Linked DNA regions of Zea mays: region 2 is linked to region 1. Evidence: chromatin contacts called from public Hi-C data. All regions are on one chromosome and are shown on one strand. The core of a region is the stretch at or near the end of the contact, and the rest is flanking DNA. Distances in the headings are between cores, read along the strand shown. Region 1 has its middle 71 kb from the start of LOC100284037. Region 2 holds the start of LOC541998 (auxin import carrier 1).

Evidence for each region. Hi-C and Micro-C count contacts between places; a contact is called where the count stands out from the background.
Region 2: a contact with region 1 is called in a Hi-C map of tassel, with 3 times the contacts expected there. The contact joins the promoter of LOC541998 here to the enhancer-like site in region 1. A contact is called at or near these places in 2 of 25 Hi-C or Micro-C datasets (leaf and tassel).

Annotation. Positions count from the first base shown.
Region 1 is chr1:120,943,056-120,946,620 of Zm-B73-REFERENCE-NAM-5.0, reverse strand. No RefSeq gene overlaps it. Among protein-coding and RNA genes, the nearest start is that of LOC100284037, 71 kb to the left of the region's middle. Within about 2 kb of position 1,685, at least 20 of the 20 cell types and tissues checked have an H3K27ac peak or open chromatin away from gene starts, as enhancers often do. A contact at or near this core is called in leaf and tassel, where this site is marked.
Region 2 is chr1:121,467,882-121,471,446 of Zm-B73-REFERENCE-NAM-5.0, reverse strand. LOC541998 (auxin import carrier 1) reads left to right here and starts at 1,680. Exons shown (of 3, transcript NM_001111647.2): 1 at 1,680-2,579; 2 at 3,256-3,565. The coding sequence starts at 1,723.

The DNA of each region.
Region 1 (3,565 bases), core at 436-2,935:
CACCCCCAATAGACGGGCATACTGAGCAAGTAAACAATGCCTCGAGACCTTCCTCCACTACTTTGTTAGTGCTTGTCCTACCAAGTGGCGTGATTGGCTTCCATCCACCGAATATTGGTACAATACAAGTCACCACTCCGCCTTGGGTCGTTCACCTTTTTGAGATCTTTTACGGTCGACAACCACATTCTCTCGGCATTTCCCTGATTGACACTCCACCAGCCCCTCTATCTAAATGGTGATAGAGTATGAGGCTCGTTCTTCCGTGAGGTACGATAACTTGATTGAGTGGAGACCTTGACGTTGATGATCCAAGTCTCCAAGTGAACGGCTCCTCGCAATCACTACAACACAACTCCATTGGTTATCACCCGTGACACACGAGTGACCTCGCCACGAAGGTTTATCCTTGCAAGCACAATCAAGAATATAAGCAAGAACAGGAAGAACGCAACCAAAACTGTGTTGATTACGAGATGGGGTCTCATAAGCCGATGGCGGCGATATTGTTTGATGACAGAATAATTTAAGCAAAACCCACCCTAATGTGGTGGTGGCTGTTTAAAAAATAAACCATTAGGGCGTGCATGACCCCTGGTCTCGCCCCTAATGGGCTCCGACGCGATACATGGTCCAACGGCCCAAAAGACGGTGTCGCGGCACCAAAACAGAATCTAAACGCTGAATCGTTTCGACGATTCCTGTTGACTCCGGATGAATTTTAAGGTGGGACTAGTTGGGTTGGTTAGATAATCTCTTTATCTTTCCAACCATATCAAGTCCGTCACAATCAAAGTCCGGATGCGTCCTGGGCATCCATTTTAGTACATACTGGTCCTAAAACCTGAGATGAAGTCGCAGCCGAGTCGGAGTTGATCTCCTTCCTGTTGTGGACGCCCTTGCTACTCCTCGTCAACACCTTGGCCTTTCCCAAGTCCTTAATGGTCCTCTCCATAGCTCATAATCATCAAAACATATATATCCCCAAGCGTAAGCTCTGAAATACAATTGACTAGAGTAGAACGTATCTGGAGATTTAGCTGTCGTACACACGATCGTGTTATCCATCCATGCATTGTATGTATAGAAGTGATGTCCTCGTCAAATGACTTCAAGAGAGGTCATCTATGCAAGAGTTGATCCATCAACACTTATTGCGTGCACAGGCCCGTATGAATCATCATGCTGCTCAAAGCTCTCCTTCCAGCTTGGTGATTGGGTGTATCCGAAACTTCAACCATATGTGCAGTCTTCTAATACCGCTCGCGCCCATCAGAAGCTCAGTTTCCGGTACTTTGGAGCTTACCAGATGGTCGGCCGTGTGTGTGAAGTTGCCTACCGTTTGCAGCTTCCAGCATCCTCTCGTATTCATCCTGTTATCCATGTGTCTCAGCTTAAGCCACTGGCTTCAAAGGCACTGCATTTTCATCACTTCCTGATTCACTGCCAGACTCCAGTGTTCCTATGCAGGTGCTGCAGACCCGTGAAGTGACCAAAGGCAACCAACCGCCAAGTCCAGCAAGCGCTGGTGTCATGGTCCGGCGGCCTTCCACCAGAGCTGGCTACCTGCGAAGATCGCGTTGCTCCTCACAACGTTTTCCACTCGCGACAACCAGAGCATGCCGGACGCGGAACGGTTGCTGCAGGAGCGGCCCAACTCTCCTCGCGTCCGCAACAAGCGCGCTCACCGCCCCAACCCACGTGCCGGTGGACCCGAGTGGGTGTAACCGTGTCGGTGTGCGTGTGTGTTTGCTGCCGGGTTGGGAAGATGGAAGTAGTAGATAAACCCTGCCTTGGCGTGGAGCAAGGATATCTGTAATCAGAATATTGCAACTTCTATCCCTGTGTTCTTGCGTCTTCCCCAATTCCTACTACGATGCGTTGACAAATTCTAAGGATCTTGTGCGTACAAGAATTGAATTGATAAAAACGCGATAGAAGATAACGCGGCGATGAGCCCATCATTATTTGGTGGCGCCAGTGCCAGACCGACAGCATCTTTCTTTTTCACTCACGTCTTTCTTTCCTCGGCCTACGTGCTACTGCTATGTATGGCCTTGCTTGCTTTCTCGGAGTGGGCCATCGCGCGGGGGGCCTGAATTGATGCTGCCATCACGCAGATCTTGACCACGCGGGCTGGTACTGGCACTGGTACTGGTACTGACATGCAGGCCCACCGGCCGACGTGCTCTCCTTTCGGTTTTTTTTTTTGGCATTTATCAATTCCATATACACACTACACTGGCTATTGCTTCTCAAATCTTGTCGCCTGGCCGACTTGGAATGAAGCAAAGCAAGCCCTCTCTGTATCTTCGGCTGGGTTAACAAGCAAGACGGGAGTTTATTGATAGGTACACAGTGCACACGTACAACAACCGAATTGAACGAACCGAACGGAGCGGGCAGCCGAATCCGAGCGGGTCAGGGCGTGAGCAGTGCAGTGCAGTGAAGGGACGCATCGCACTGACGCATGCTGCCATATGCCAGCGCAGTGCAAGTACAGCTTCGGTGTTCCGTCGGTGTCGGTCGCTGGGCTTGTGCAGCCTGCCTGCCTCGGCTGCCAACAACCACAACGCGTGCATCGCGCGTGTTCCAAGGTTGGTGCCGTTAAGAAACCAGTTTAGGTCCGAAGGCTCATGTGGCCTATTTAGCTAAAACTTTAATTTTGTACTATATATAGAGGAGGACACTACCATTTGTTGTAACCAGTGAACAGATTATATAAATAAGAATCTCAGTTCCTCTCATATCTTTATGTCTTCTATGTTTATGAGTTAAGGAGCCTTTGAACTATACTCAGTAGCAAAGGGTTCTTAACATGTTATCAGCATGATTGCTCTTGTGATCTAGGAGTTCACAAAGCAAAGGTGAGTTGATTAAGTTCACTTGCAATAAGAAGTTTCTGTAATTTTTTAGCCCTTCTCTTCCTTCGGATATAAACACATATGCAAGGAAAAGCATCTCTAGAGCAGATTTTATCGCCGGCTTGAAGCTGCGAGATGCCAAACACCACAGCAAAGCGTGCGGACGCGGCACCACTGCGCAGCCACGCAGGCGAGCGCCACCTCGATCGTGCACGCGGACGGTCGACGCGGCTGCCAAGTGCGCGAGAGCACCGCCACGAGTCGAGCGCGCAGACGAGCGCCGCCGCGACCGAGCGCGCAGGCATGCACCATCACGGCCAAGAACGCGTGCGTATAAGTAAAGGGAAGATGAATGTGGCATAGGCGGGCACCACGGCAGGAAGGTCGCGCCTGCACTATGCGAGAGCGGGCGCCACCGCTGCGCCACCACCACGGTGGTGGCCAGGCAGGCGATCGGGTGTCGTCGCCGTAACGCTGCCATGGCCAGGCGGGCGAACAGGCGTGACCGCCGCTCCCAGCCACGAGCGCGTGAGCTGCGTGCGTAGCAGAAGAGCCGCTGCTCCGATTCGCAAACAGAAGAAAGAAGAGATTGGAGCGAAGAAGAAATAAAAAAATAAAGGGGAGGAGAATTTGGAGCGGCGGCCAACACCAGAAAACCCTAATAGGGTCCTCTCGTGCGTACGTAATTGGGCCCTTTTATG
Region 2 (3,565 bases), core at 431-2,930, 520 kb before region 1:
GCCGAGTATTTGACACACTCGACACAGAAGGCCGGTCCAGTAGTGTATATGTGGAGTGTTTACAGAATGTCGTCCGCAGACAGTGGCTTATAAGAGGAGTAAATAATGATGACGACAAATTCTAACTATGGTCACTAATATATACCACGAGGGCTCTGTCCCCCACACCCCCTGCGTGCAGGGCTACATGTGCTTACGCTCCTGCCCAAGCCTCCCTGCGATGGGCCTCCGCTCCGCTCGCCAACACGACCTCCATATGCAAAATTTAGATCACAAACTCAACAATCTCTACCTTGAGACAAATTCCATCTTGTAGCCATAACATATAATCAACTTTCTGAATAATAGAAGAAACAAACTGCTGGTGCCAACATAGCCACTAGGGCTAAGCAATTATACCAATTAAGTTCGAGCAAAGCTCAAACTTAACCCCAGAAACATGTTTAGTCATCATGGAAGCTAGATTGAAGTGTGTATTGATCATGTATACCCTTAATTTACCTTCCGTAACTATTTTCCGGATATAATGATACTTAATATCAATGTGTTTTGTCCTCGTTTGAAACATTTGATCCTTTGTAAGATAAATAACACTCTGACTGTCAGACCAATGTAAATAATGATGACGGCCTAAGCCTCCCGTCGATGGGCCTCCACTTCTCTCGACAACGTGAGTTCCATATGCAGAATTTAGATTACAAACTCAACAATTGATATCCAATTAAGTCACACTAGGATACTAACATATATAAATAAATCTGGGAGCCGAGGTCAGCAATAGTGAGTTGCTAAAGACAAGAGGGGATGGGAGACGGCGATGAGAATATGGGTTGCGTTGGAGGTGAGCAGAATTTTAGGCTGGCGCCGGCTACATTTGATAACAAAAGAAAAAAAAGAATGGAAGCTTGATCTAGCTTGTGTAGAATAATGCAATAATGCAAGGATTATTTGCACGTGCCCCACAACATAATTATATATACAGAGAAAAGAAACATTTTTCAATATAACATATATTCTTGTTTCAAGTTGTGTTCTTCCATCCAAAATATGTAAATGGTATATGTGATAAAAACATGCAAGGGACGATGTGAGGAGAAGATCCAAGCCATGGAACACGCATCCAACGGACAAACACGTTCAGTTGGATCTTTTAGAGACATCACTCGAGTGATGCACATACTTTCCCGGCCCCAAAAGAAAAAAAAAGGTGATGTGCATGCATACATGCATTGCCCCCGGCCCACTTAGGGCTTGTTCGGTTATTTCCAATCCATACGGATTAGAGGGGATTGATACGGATTGGAGGGGATTTTGACTTACTGGAGATTGAAACCCCCTCAATCCCCCTCAATCCATATGGATTGGGGTAGAACCGAACAAGCCCTTATAATGTGTCCAGGCAGAACACTTTCTTCGTATGCTCTAGCAATGCACGCTGCTCCGTCCTTGCTTTCCACGGGATTTTTCACCACGTCTTTTGATCACCCGCTCCTTTCGTTTGCTTTCTTGAACCCAAATAGGATCGAGTAATACTATATATTAATGATAAAATAAAGAGAGGCGGGTAGCAGCCACGTACAGTACAGCCCCAGCCCCAGAGGCCCCGCGGCCCGGCATGAAAAGAAAGGACGCTGGGTTTCTTTATGCCCCAGCTGCTGGAGTGCTGTCTCCCCCCCGGGACATCGCCTCTCCATATATACGACACCCCCGCTCCCCCCTGCAATGCACACAACACCAGTAAGCAAGCACCGCCAGCACGCACAAGCAGGCAAAGCTCTCGACCATCGCTCTGAGGGATTAATGGCGGCGGGAGGAGGAGGCGGCGGCATCGCCGACGAGAAGGCCCCTGCTGCTGAGGCGTTCGGCGGGCACCTGGAGGCGGCGGAGATGACGGAGGCGGAGGAGGAACACAGCGGCGTCAAGTCCCGGCTGTCGGGTCTGCTGTGGCACGGCGGGTCGGCGTACGACGCGTGGTTCAGCTGCGCGTCGAACCAGGTGGCGCAGGTGCTGCTGACGCTGCCCTACTCGTTCGCGCAGCTGGGGATGCTGAGCGGCGTGCTGTTCCAGCTCTTCTACGGCCTGCTGGGCAGCTGGACGGCGTACCTGATCAGCATCCTGTACCTGGAGTACCGCACCCGTCGGGAGCGCGAGAAGGCCGCGGACTTCCGGAACCACGTGATCCAGTGGTTCGAGGTGCTGGACGGGCTGCTGGGCCGGCACTGGCGCAACGCCGGGCTGGCCTTCAACTGCACCTTCCTCCTCTTCGGCTCCGTCATCCAGCTCATCGGCTGCGCCAGCAACATCTACTACGTCAACGACCGGCTGGACAAGCGGACGTGGACCTACGTCTTCGGCGCCTGCTGCGCCACCACCGTCTTCATCCCCTCCTTCCACAACTACCGCGTCTGGTCCTTCCTGGGCCTCGTCATGACCACCTACACCGCCTGGTACATGGCCGTCGCCTCGCTCGTCCACGGACAGGTCGAGGGCGTCCAGCATTCGGGGCCCACAAGGATCGTACTCTACTTCACCGGGGCGACCAACATACTCTACACGTTCGGGGGACACGCGGTCACAGTGTGAGTATATCTCTGTCCTGTTAGCCTAATTAATCGCATCATTAGTTTATCAGTCTGTCCCTTGATTACTCCTAATCGGCTAGTAGTAGTAGTAGTTAATTAACAGTAAAAAGGCACAGTAGCTCATATGCATGCGCGTGCGACGTGCGTGCGCGCACGCTACACGGCTGCACGCTCTGCCCTCGCGGCTCGGCACATGCATGCTGCTTGGGAATGATGCGGGCCCCATGTGTTTTTCTTGGGGACCACTGACATGCATATATATGGGGGGGATTAAATAAATGGCCATGACGGCGACAAAGATAAAAGAGAGCAGAGCAGTGTCGGTCTTGCTGCCGCTCTCAGTTCTAACTTCTCATCGCCGGCAAGTGCTAGTGCTAATGCTACTACTAGGTGCGTGGTGTAGTAGCTTAAAGGACATACAGACCCTCCCACAACGCAACAAGGACACGACCGTTGCATGTACTGTACGTATAATACATGAGGTACATGGGTCCCCCTGTTCGGCTGTTCACTTCCGTCCATCGGTCATATGGAGGGAGACCCATGCACAGCACAGATGCATGCATGCATGCATGCCACCGACACATGGGTCCCAGCCTGCCACGAGGCACCATGACTCGTTGCTTCCGTTGTTGTGTGCGCTTCTTTTTGACGTTGATACATACATATGTAGGGAGATCATGCACGCGATGTGGCGTCCTCAGAAGTTCAAGGCCATCTACCTGCTGGCGACGCTGTACGTGCTGACGCTGACCCTCCCTTCCGCCGCCGCCTCCTACTGGGCGTTCGGCGACGAGCTGCTGACGCACTCCAACGCGCTGGCGCTGCTCCCGCGGACGCCCTTCCGCGACGCCGCCGTGGTGCTCATGCTCATCCACCAGTTCATCACCTTCGGCTTCGCCTGCACCCCGCTCTACTTCGTCTGGGAGAAGCTCATCGGCCTCCACGACTGCCGTAGCCTCTGCAAGCGCGCCGCCGCCAGG